2 separate regions of the Mus musculus genome follow, and region 2 is linked to region 1. A link is a contact called in public ChIA-PET data. All regions are on one chromosome and are shown on one strand. Each heading gives the region's core, a stretch centred on a gene start, on an enhancer-like site or on the middle of the called end of the contact. The rest is flanking DNA. Distances are from core to core; before and after follow the strand shown.

Region 1 (6,141 bases), core at 1,468-3,967:
TGCATGTTAGAGAGCACACTTAGAGTTCATATGCATAGCGGCATAGATTTATTTACATGTGTATGCATGTTAGAGAGCACACTTAGAGTTCATATGCATAGCGGCATAGATTTATTTACATGTGTATGCATGTTAGAGAGCACACTTAGAGTTCATATGCATAGCGGCATAGATTTATTTACATGTGTATGCATGTTAGAGAGCACACTTAGAGTTCATATGCATAGCGGCATAGATTTATTTACATGTGGTATGCATGTTAGAGAGCACACTTAGAGTTCATATGCATAGCGGCATAGATTTATTTACATGTGGCGTACTAGCAAAGTAGTAAGGCCTGGTCCTCACAAATGCCAGATATCAGAACCGAAGGGCTTAGGTGAGACACAGAAGCTGCACGAGCAGGCCAGATGCATGTCAGGCAAGGCCCAACTTCCATGATTTCACTGGAGTAAGGATGTGGGTTACAGGTACCCCTACACTTCCAGTGATTGGCTGGCTGAATCCACAAGGAAGTGAAGAACTCTATACAGGGCACCAATGTACTGAAAGCAAAGACAAAGTTTTAAGTACTGTGTATTCTCATGTTGGAGAGCTGAATACAGACTAGCTTCACGTATCAATGAGACAACCAGACTCTTATCTTACTTCACATTTCAATATTTGTGTTCTCCAAATGGAGAGGCTATCGGTAGCTTAAAGTATTTCAGAGCACACCAAGGACACTGAGCATCCAAGAGGAACATCCCCATTCAGAAACTTCACCCAGGCCACTTTCAATTAGGTTTACTGAGGCAGTGGTCACATAAGTAAGTAAGTGAATGCCAAGGTGTCCCTGCATCTCCTACTCCATAATGTGTTTAACCTCCAGTTTACCATTAGGCTGTAAGAAAAATCACGACGTGTGAGAGATGCTGAGGCGTGGTCCTGTGAGCATCACCCAGAGGCCCCACATGGGTGTCTGAGTAAAGAAAATGTGCAGCTTTCATATGATGCTCTGGTATCCTACTGGGGACATGAGCATCCAAATTTACCAGGGAAGTACACATGTGTGACTATTAGAACATGGGAATGGAACAGGGTAAGGAGGCAGTCAGCTTAAGCCTTCAGCTTTAATTTGTCTAAAAAGCCACAATCAGACATATTTGAAAGTAGTTATTTCTTTCTCTGTAAACACTAGACCAGTCAAAGCAATGAGGTAGGAGTGGAAATCCTAGTTAAAAGAATCCAAAGGCAACTGCCTTCTGTGTTTCATCTACTTGATTATAAGATGGAGCGGGTGGCCTGCCATAATGTGTTTCAATATTTGGAAACAGCTTGTGAGGATCTTGGATTTGAGGAGGAACAACTGGGAAAATGGAGTCCTCAGTTGGGTTGGAAAAATAAGAATAAGTGAAACCAGGGCCTCCAGATGTCTTTGGACAAGGACTGCAAACATCCAAGAATAGAGAGACAAGGAGGCAGGCGGCCGACATGGGCCCCACTGCCATTGCAAGGGGTGCTCTGAGAGGCATATGCTAGCTGTCATGTGTGAATTATCCGAGTCATTGCCAACAGACTTTGTTGATGAGGATGGGAGCGGCTAATGTTTATTTTGGGCCCTGTCACATGGCAGCACATGTGGATCTCTTGACTCCAAAGATGATTCGCACTTAGAGATTGAGAGGACCTTGGCTGTGGGTCCGCTGCTCCTTTTTATACAGAAAACTATCCTGAATTTGACACTGAGTGGTACTTGCTACAGGTAAAACCCTGAGCTATAGGTCTCAGATAATCGCTGAGGTGATAAGGGTATACCGCCATATCACCTGGGTATTCACACCGCAGGCAGGTGTGCTCTTTGGTAACCTTCTTACATATATGACATTCTCTAGACCACTCTTCCTAGCACATGTCTAACAAAACTCACTTGTCCCAGGTTTCTGGCTTCTGTCAGGTGAAAGGATTATGTTAGAGAATCTGAGAAGGGGTTTGTTTTATATCCAGAGAACACTGGGCTCAGAGTAGGAAGTCTTAGATCCTGGCCCTGGTTTTGCTAGCTATGAATGGACTCTTAAACCCTCTCAACACAAAAGAACAAGGGTTTAAGACTCCAGAGGGTTTTTAAGATGACAGACTGGGATAAGGGATAAAGAGTGGGTATCTTGGTCCCTACAGGATCATTAACGTGCTGTGCGCATGAGCTGGCCCTGAGCTTGTCTGCACTTCAGTTACTTTGATGATGTTTAAGGGAGATTCCAGGCACCCCAGTTGCATGGGGGGGGGGGGAGACCTTTGGGTTTTGTGGTTCTCTTGATGTCCACCTTCAGCTTACCTAGCACCGTTCAGCATAGAGACCAACACTTTTCTGTTTTTTTTTTTTTTTTTTTTTTTTTGCTTACATTGCACCGGCCTTGATCACTGTTCTTCAGAATATTTAAAGTGAGTTAGAAACATTAGCTGTTGGGACAGTGCCAGTGCCATCTCTTCTGGCAGCTGAGGGAGGGAACTCTTAATTTGATTTCCTTTGTTATGCCTTTGAGAGCCTCTGTACAGACTGTCAATTAGCACTCTATTTTTGGTGATGCAGATAAAGATCTTTGACTGATTACAAACCCCAGTTTGAGGGTGAACTGGTTCATTCCCCTGCTTGTGAGAAGAACAGTTCTCCACACCATACACAAATGGGCCCCGGGGGCCTCGAAGGTGTTTCTGGTCAAAACTGTGAGTAAGGCAAGATGTTTGCCACAGAAGCGGAAGCAGGCTGACTGACATGGTCAGGAAAGATAGCTGAAAGGGGAAGGTGCTAAAATGCAGCTGCATCCTGGCTGTAAGGAGTACCTTCCACGTTCTTGTTTTCTTGTGTGTGTGTGTGTGTGTGTGTGTGTGTGTGTGTGTGTGTGTTTGTGCCCATGTGCTTTGATATGAAGTATCTTCCTTAATCATCCTCCACCCTCTTTTGAGACAGTGTCTCACTGAACTTGAACCTGAGCAGCCAGCCAGTGACACCTAGGACGTCCCTCTTTCTGCTTACCCCACAAGCTGAGGTTGCAGACATGTGCTTTCTTGGAAAGGGTGGGTGCTAGAGATCCAAACACAGACCTACGTGGTTTTTTGGCAAGCACTTCACTGACTGAACCATCTGCCTAGCCTGTTTTAGCCTCCTTCAACCAGATTATTACATCTTAATGAAGAAATTAACTACATACATTGAATAAGTTCTCTATTCTTTATACTTCTGTTCTCTGGATTTCCCAGAGAACACACTCCTTGGCCAAAGATGTTCCCCCCAACCCCCGCAACTGAGAACAGGTTGAAAAATTCAAGAAGCCTCTAGGAAGTCCTGAGATGGTGATGTAGTCTGTGCACTGCACGGGAACAAGATGGCGGCTAGCCATACTGCAGGCTAGCAGCCTCCACCTCCTGGGAGCATGAGTAGGGGCAGTATTGACAAAGGCCTCTTGTCTATAATCTTGTGCCTATGCTTCTGAACTTCCAAGAGAAGGATAGCCTTAATCCCTGCATCACCCAGGAGTACCTCGTAGGTGCCCGTGGTGTTGGAGAGTGAGTGCCAGGCCTCATATACTGACGGGTTCCACCCCTGAGCTGCACTTCCGCTCTGCTCTTGGTTGCCTGAGGTGGACACAGAAACCTTTCCCGCTACGGCTGGTTCTTGAGCTTTCCTCCAGTTCCCCCCCCCCCACACACACACACTTCACAGAGGCCGCCATCTTCCTGTCGTGACTATCCCATCGGTCTTCTCTCCAGCACAAGCCTTACTCTACTGAGCTCAGGATCCCTGAAGGTTCAGGTGCGGTGTCACACGTCAGATTTTCTAAGAGTGTGTTCTCAGGCCATTTGCTCTCAGCTCATGTCAATTTCAACGAAAGAGGAGTCTGTGGTCAACTATGTACTGGGTTTGAATCCAGGGTCCCGTGCATGCTTGGCAACCACTCTGCCACTGACTTGTGAGTGCTTATAGCTGGGATGGAAATATAGTAGCAGGGGAGCAGAAGGAGTGGGAGGAAAGAGAGCAGGGGATGGATTTGATCAACATCCTCTGTGTGCTTGTATAACAAACACTCTCAAACAAACAGTAGCAAATATATTCAAGATGTGCCTGAAGTGACAGTTACCACTCTAAGAGCACAGTTCTTCACCTTAGGTATGTTCAGGGCCCTGCAGACATTACACCATCCGTATCCAGTTTCTGTCATCCAGCCTGTACCAGGGTTAGAATGCCGTTTGCAGCCTGGGAAACCTCCATCCCACTTCTGGCATCTATGAGTTTTAGCGCTTCAGGCAGCTCACCTGAGTGGATAGCTAGCTGCCTCCTCGCCCTGTGACTTTTTTTAATTTTTAGAGAGTCTAGCCATGGGGTTCAGTCTTTCCTTAACCCCCTTCCCTCTTCCCTTAGCCTCCAAATCCTGGGATAATGTGTGTAGCACCACATCCCGCTGGTCCATAATTTCTTTCATATAATGTCTTTAAGATTCATCCAGGTTGGGACATGCATCAGATCTCTTCCTGCTCCTTCCTCTTGATCCCTTTATTTTGTTTGTTTATTTTTGCTATTGTAAATAAATTACACATTTCTTTCTTCCCGTCCCTTCTTCCAAACTCTCCCATATGCCCTTCCCCATTTTCCTTCAGATTTATGGTAATTTTTCATTCCTTGCCATTGCATGCATGTATGCATTATATACACATTCTCCTAAGTATGACCTGTTGAGTCCATATAGTGTTACTTGTATGTGTGCTTTCAGGGATGATTTTGTTTTTTTAATAGTGAGTGGCTATCAGTGTGCTCTCCCCTGGGAGGACCACCTCTCTTGTTCCCAGCTTTCCTCCGTTTCCTGTCGGTCTTTGTGTAGGGTTGAGGCCTTGTGGGGTTTTCCTCCATCGATTTGGCATGCTCACTGGTGTGATCCTTGTTCAGCTCACATTTGGGCAGTCATGTTGGTGAGATTTTACGGTTATAACTTCTGATGTTACTAGAAGACACAATCTCACAGGCTCTTACAGTCTTTCCTCCCCTTCTGCAGCAATGTTCCCTGAGCCTTAAGTGGGGAAGTATTTTGTAGACGTATACATTGGGACTGGGCTCCACAATGATGCATTTTTATTGGTTGACATTTCTGCCTGTTGCAAAAAGAAGTGTCCTTGATGAGGGGTGAAGACTACACTTGCCTGTGAGTATAAGGACAAAGGCTTATTGATCATTGTTAGGAATTAGGCTGGTTTAGTAAATTAGTGGTTGTAAATTCTCCTCTAATAACCATAACTTCACTAGCACTAATTAGTTAGCTAGGTTTCAAGTACCAGGTATTCTCTCTCTCTCTCTCTCTCTCTCTCTCTCTCTCTCTCTCTCTCTCTCTCTCTCTGTTGCTCCAAGACAGGGTTTCTCTGTGTAGTTCTGGCTGTCCTGGAATTCACTCTGTAGATCAGGCCAATCTTGAACTCAGAAATCTGCTTGCCTCTGACTCCCAAGTGCTGGGATTAAAGGTGTGTGCCACCACTGTCCTACCTGCTATCTCTCTTGTTGGTTGGTCTTGAGTCCAGTTAGAGAGATGTTGGTTGTCATCAATGTATGTGTGCCACTGCCGAACCCCTAGGGCTATCATGCCATGCTGGTTGTTGATGTGTTCATGGGTTGGTTGGCTCTCTCCTTTGGAAGCTTGTGTGGTGCCTTCTAGTACTATGAAAACTAGTCCTCAGGGAGGGGGCATTGAGGTCAGCTCCAGCTCAGGGTCCCCTGGGTTCTGTTTCTCAAGTGCATGGTGTCTTCACCAATAGAGACTTACCTCCCACCTCTGGAGTGTAACCAAGGGCAATAGCAATAAGATGTATGTCTTGGGACTTTCTTAACCAGCTTTAGCCAACAACTCAAAAGAGAGCCTCTTATGTCTGGCACTGGGGTTTTTTGATAGGTGGTCTTTGGCTCTTAGATGGATCACTGTCAGTCCAGATGATTGTGCGTGCTCTTTCTCTCTAAACTTGTACACTTTGTCTCTCTTCACTGGTAATGGATTCTCAGGCGTCTTCCTGTTTGGGACTATTTGAATAGTGTGCTGAGGACATGGGTGTAAAATACCTGCTTGTACTCTCACTTTCAATTTCTGTTTATTTTCGTGGTATTCATGGTTGAACACAGAGTCTCAG
Region 2 (6,141 bases), core at 1,171-3,670, 190 kb after region 1:
ATTTGTTGAGGCCTGTTTTGTGACCAATTATATGGTCAATTTTGGAGGAGGTACCATATGGTGCTGAGAAGAAGGTATATCCTTTTGTTTTAGGATAAAATGTTCTGTAGATATCAATTAAATCCATTTGTTTCATAACTCCTGTTAGTGTCCGTGTGTCTCTGTTTAGTTTCTGTTTCCAGGATCTGTCCATTGATGAAAGTGGTGTGTTGAAGTCTCCCACTATTATTGTGTGAGGTGCAATGTGTGCTTTGAGCTTTACTAAAGATTCTTTAATGAATGTGGCTGCCCTTGTATTTGCAGCATAGATATTCAGAATTGAGATTTCATCTTGGTAGATTTTACCTTTGATGAATATGAAGTGCCCCTCCTTGTCTTTTTTTTTTTTTTTTTGATAACTTTGGGTTGGAAATCAATTTTATTTGATATTAGAATGGCTACTCCAGCTTGTTTCTTCAGACCATTTGCTTGGAAAATTGTTTTCCAGTCTTTCACTCTGAAGTAGTGTCTTTCCTTTTCCCTGAGGTGGGTTTCCTGTAAGCAACAAAATGTTGGGTCCTGTTTGTGTAGCCAGTCTATTAGCCTATGTCTTTTTATTGGGGAATTGAGTCCTCAATGGCCCTTTCCTAAAAGGTCCATCTGCTCTGTTCCCATCAGGCAGTTGAAGCTGCTGAGGGTTTTCTTAATCTCTTCCTTCCCAGGAAACCGAGCTGAGCAACAGAGCTGAGCGGCTTCCCAGGAATCCTGCAGACAGAGCTGCATGAAAGTGCTGAGAGAGGAAGCCTGCCTGTGAGCTCTTGGATGTCAGTGGCTGCCTTCTGGGGTCCTGAGCCTTCTATTCCCTGTAGGTCTGAATGTACGGGAGGCACTGCACATTTCTATTGTATATTTCCCACTGGAAAATTAAAAAAGAAAATCACAGCAAACATGAGCTAGGTGTATCTTTCAAACCAGGGAAGCGGCTGACATCCAGTCCTTGTCTGTGGCTAGTCCAGAGAGATGGTGAGAGTGTGGTGTTCTTCTGAGTCCCTAAGTCCCTGAGTTCTAAGGTGCTTAGAGTCAGGTCTGGCTCTCAGTCAGCCAGTTACTTTCCTACTGGTGTAGACAATGCCTCTACTCTCTGCCCCCGTGGTAGAAGCCAAATCTCCAGCCTTGAGCTAACACTAAGAAAGAAAGAAAGAAAGAAAGAAAGAAAGAAAGAAAGAAAGAAAGGAAGGAAGGAAGGAAGGAAGGAAGGAAGGAAGGAGAGAGAGAGAGAGAGAGAGAGAGAGAGAGAGAGAGAGAGAGAGAGAAGAAAGAAACCAAGCAAGCTACATGGACTTATGTCCTGCTGAGGTAACTGCTAATAGCTAATAGGTGGGTAGCTCACAGACTGTGGAGATGCTAGATAAAGATGATTGACATTCCAAGAGGATTGGAAAGGAATGGCTTGATAGTGCATCATACTCCTCAGAACAGTACACAGCTTAAAACGCCTGAAATTGTTTATTTCTGGAATTTTCCATTCAATATTTTTAAACTACAGTAAACTATGGTCAGCTGAATTGATTGCAAGTTAAACCACAGATGAAAAGGCTCATTAAGCACCTCATCTCATTTTTCAAAACAGTTAACCCTTCCTTGTCTGGTACATCTTTTGCAAGTGAAGAAACTGAGGCACAGAGGACTATGCATAAAATCTTCAGTGAGTATGGACTGGTTTTCAGATATTGCCATATAATGCCAAGTGGCTGAAGAGCTTGTAGCCGAATTGCTTTCATGGTACATTGTTGCTGACAGGACCTGCTTTTCTTGAGGTATTATTAGCTTTTGTTCATTCACCTATGCATTTAGTCAGCCAGTGGGAAAGCTTTGCCAGTGTGTGAAATGAATAGGGTCTTAGGTACCTCGTTCCTGTCCTCCTGTTGCTTTAACCTCCCTATCCTTCCAAGATAGAGGAGCTGTCTGCCCTCTCACAAGAAGCCACGGCTCTGCCTCCAGCTCTGGGATGATTCTATAAAGCCGTGGTTGGTTTCTCATTGTGCCAGGAGCAAGGTCATAAAGTATCTAGGTGATGCTTTTCTTTGAATCTGAGAACAAAATCATTTTCTTTGTTAGAGAAAATGTCAGTTTTGAAGAGATGAGATCATTTATAAATGGGACGAATTTCCTGTGCCTTCCAGAGTGGGCACCCCCTAAGGTCTGGCCTCTGGTGCTGCGTGACACAGAGCAGTGAACCAGTGGTGGAAGGGGGTTTGGTTGAGCCCTGGACTGCGTCAGCGCCTCTCTGAGATCTACCCACATCATGGTGCGTCAGCTGCCCACGAGTTACTTAGGCTGAGGACGTATTTCTCTGACCTCCTTTACCGGATTGTGCGTGGCCTGTGTATAGATTTGATTGGTGCGTGTTGGACGGCATTGATTCCTGCCTGCCGCTGCAGGAAGCTAAGTGCTCTGCGCAGACGCCCTCTGCCTGCTGCAGTCAAAGGGGTTAGCAGCCACCCAGCCCCATCTGTTGACTACTTCAGGCAACTGTCATTGCCTCTCGGGGGGGGGCCCTAGGTTCAGAGGCTCTGACTCCTTTAGCTTTGTGACTGCGACATTAATTCAGAAATAAATTATGCATGACTAATCCCTGCATTGTAGACATTGTAATTTCGGCTCTGTCTTTAATATGCAGAAAGGAAATAATGGATACCTTTATTTCTTATTCATGTCAAAGAGGTGGACTGTTTGTGGCTCAGATAAGAAAACAGCCATTACTCATCACCTCTTCTGAGGACAATTAAACCTCTTTGGGAGTCATGTTTCTGTCCTTCCTCGCTTTACCCACCTTCACCTTTGGGGGTCCCCCATTCATCCTCAGCCGCTGTGGTGGTCGGATCCTCCTTCTCTAGTATATCCACTACAGCACCAAAACATTTGCTTTATTGCTTAGTAAGGTGTTTTGTTTTGTTTTTTTCTTCCTTGTAATTCTCCCAGAAAATTATCCTGGCTTTTGCTTTGCACGTGAGACTTCAAACCAATCAAATGCTTTGATGAACCAATGAACAGCCTTAACTTCTGCTTTTATATAGTAAACAGGTACCAAGGATGAAGATGGAATTTTTCTTAACTTGCTTTTAGGTCAAACTTAACCTTGATAGATTGGATTGACAGATATAAGGTGAATAACATAACAAGAAATTCTTGGCCTGTTTCCAGATCACTACCACCCCATGGGACTTAATAACACTATTTGTTTTCTTCTGGAAGTCATTGAGCCTGAGCCATCTTAGAAGGCATCCCTTCTTAGATATCAGCAAGTCTGTGTTCCAAAATAGACTAACCAGACCTTCACTCACACATTTGCACTTTTTCCGAATATAGATTTGGACCACCCAAAATCAGAGGATCTATGAGATTTTAATAATACCTCTAAGCATTATTGAGAGATGATCTCCATTGATTCCCAGGCAGGCTTGTTATACATTAATAGCTGTAAGCATAGGCAGATGAGTTATGGTGACTGTGGAGAGGCTCCATGTTGGATTTCTTGACTAGTCTGACTGATTACACTGACCTAATCTCTACCCCAGATACATCTTCCATGCCCATGGGATTTGATCTACTTGTTTCTTTCAAAACATGGCTATTGACTCATGCCTGAATACAGAACTACCTTACATGAGGTGGCTTGGCTTGGGGAAAAGGGCACAGTCTTTGAAGTTGGGTTCACAGGGATTTGAATTCCAAGGCACTTTCTGGTATGAAACCCATGGTGAAGGAGTCAGTCACTTGTTTGGTCCCTTGTTTCCTTAGCTGCAAAATAGAAAATTCAATGCCAATTGCTGGAGATGACTGGGAAGGCTTAATGACTTTAGGTACACCCTGTGCTTGATTCATGCACCCAGTACTTTTGTGTCTATTTCTTATTGCACATAAGAACATCACTCTATTAACCAGGTTCAAAAAGGTAACATGATGTACATACCATGCCAATGATATGAGAAATAATTCAGGAAGTTATTTTACTAACCACATTTAAGTTCTATGCATTGATAGGAATATTTCCTAATAGATATGACAGAATGGGAAAGAAGGCACTTCCGTTGTTTGAAAAGATTAACCTCTCTTTTTTGTGGTATAATTGCATGTGTCTGGCCTTGCTCTATGTTATATCTCTATGATATTTTCTCCTCAGACTTGCCATCATTTACTGGGTGCTTACTATGGTTGTCACTAGATACTATTCATCCATAACACTAATCCTATAGAGAGGACATTATGCTACAAATAAAAGCCCAGAGAAATGAAGGCTTTGATAGTCCTTCATAGGTCTGGCTGACAGTAAGACCCCCGCATGATTTCAGTGGATGTGTGCCTGTATTTATGTTTCTTCCCAATGGAACTGGTCTCATACCTTCCACTGATTTCTGGTTATAAGTGCTTTCCCCAACAAACATGTATTGTTCATGACCAACAATGGAGTCTGGGCTTATTTCTATTTCACAGGGCACTGGACCAGCTTGGCCAGGCTTGGTCTTCACTCATGTTGGTCTACTTTTTGCCCAATCTTATGAGGGCATTTTCTTAAATGAGGTTCCCTCCTTTCAGATGACTCTAGCTTGTGTCAAGTTGACATAAAACCAGCCAACACAGTGTCCTTTATCTTTACATTCTACTAATCAAAGCAAATCATGGGGTCTGCCTAGACATAAAAGATCCCATCTCTTGGGGTGATGAGTCCTTAAATCATCAGGAGGGAAATCTGGTGGCCTTCTTTGCAGTGATTTCCCACGTGCTCTTAAAACTATTCCTTCCATTATACAACACATCAACCTCTTCTCCATAAACTAAGGACAGTTATAGGTGGTTACTCAATGTCTGTCATTTGCTCAACACCTTCTACAGTTGACATTACAAGCTACTGGGATAAGAATCTGATGATCATTAATAACTATATATGGGATTAATTAATAATTGAATCAAGAGTAGATGATCATACTACATAGTCCAAGCACACAGCACATAGTAAAACAAGTTAGCACCCATGTAAAATTTCAATTCTATGTATGTGGTGGGAGTGTGTATCCACAGAAGGGCAGGGGCTTGTGGAGGCCAGAGGGATTACCTCCTGGAACTGGAGTTTCAGGTGGATGAGAGATGCCCAACTTGGGTGCTGAGACTCAAACTGTGGTCCTTTGCAGAAACAGTGTATTCTCTTAATTGCCAAGTCACCTGTCCAGCCATTTTCCATTAAACAAAACAAAACAAAACAAAACAAAACAAAACAAAACAAAACAAAACAAAACCCCTAGGATATAATTTGAAACAAGGTCTCAGGTAGACCACGCTGGCCTCAATCTTGCAACATATCCAAGATCCAAGGAAGACCTCAAACTTCTGATCCTCTTCCCTTCAACTCCCTATGGTGGGATTTTAGGCCCTCGTTAATGTGCCAGGTTTATGAGGAGTGAATCAAACTCAGAACATCTTGTATGTTAGGCAAGTACTCTACCAGATGAGTCACATCGTCCCTGTTCCGTATGTAATTTTCTTTTCTTGGTAAGCATAAGTTTGTCCTTTAATGCCACATGGCTCTTCCCTGGCCTCTGGAAACATTGACAAACATCTCACGGGGACTGAAATTTAATAATCTCTAAGGGCATAGAAGAGCTTAAGTCTTTACAAGTGCTTGGAAAATTCTGACTCCTCGGGAAGTGGTGTTGTCAGCAATTTGTCTTAAAGTTGTTGCAATACGCCTTGTTTTTTGGTGCCTGGAAAGTCTTTGCTGCAATGTTAGAATAAATTGTCTTGCTGGTGTTTGTAAGTAGATGTTTTAGGAAAATGCTGGAAAATCCCTTTCCCGTCCTCATTTGTCTCTCTCGCTTTCTCCCTTTTTGTATTAACAAAAACAAGAAAGGATTTTTTTTTTTTTTTTGAGAGCTCCAAAACCAAACATAGCCATGCAGCACTCCTGGGAGTTTGTTTTAGAAGTTCATATTTGAAATATTAAATCAATTATAGGCTTATGAGAATGACAGAAAACTCTTGGAACCAGGAAAGGAGGGAGGGGAAGGGAGGGAGGGAAAGAGAGAGGGAGGGGGACCGATCAATGTGTATTCCTTTTGATGTTGTTTTCCATCAGGACAGAACAGGATGTGAGTCCCAAGGAAACTG

The links. ChIA-PET counts read pairs in DNA pulled down with a chosen protein or histone mark.
Region 2: an RNA polymerase II ChIA-PET map of effector CD8 T cells shows a contact between it and region 1, with 7 times the contacts expected there. The contact joins two enhancer-like sites. A contact is called at or near these places in 2 of 15 datasets of contacts at CTCF or cohesin (CD8 T cells and pro-B cells), 4 of 484 Hi-C or Micro-C datasets (the HPC-7 cell line, embryonic fibroblasts and natural killer cells) and 6 of 115 datasets of contacts at active chromatin or transcription factors (CD8 T cells, T-cell acute lymphoblastic leukemia, Th17 cells and 3 more).

What each region holds. Positions count from the first base shown.
Region 1 is chr4:11,718,829-11,724,969 of GRCm38.p6, forward strand. No RefSeq gene overlaps it. Among named protein-coding and RNA genes, the nearest start is that of Gem, 17 kb to the left of the region's middle. Within about 2 kb of position 2,718, at least 100 of the 459 cell types and tissues checked have an H3K27ac peak or open chromatin away from gene starts, as enhancers often do. A contact at or near this core is called in CD8 T cells, Th17 cells, effector CD8 T cells and 3 more, where this site is marked.
Region 2 is chr4:11,912,376-11,918,516 of GRCm38.p6, forward strand. No RefSeq gene overlaps it. Among named protein-coding and RNA genes, the nearest start is that of Pdp1, 51 kb to the right of the region's middle. Within about 2 kb of position 2,421, at least 138 of the 459 cell types and tissues checked have an H3K27ac peak or open chromatin away from gene starts, as enhancers often do. A contact at or near this core is called in CD8 T cells, Th17 cells, effector CD8 T cells and 3 more, where this site is marked.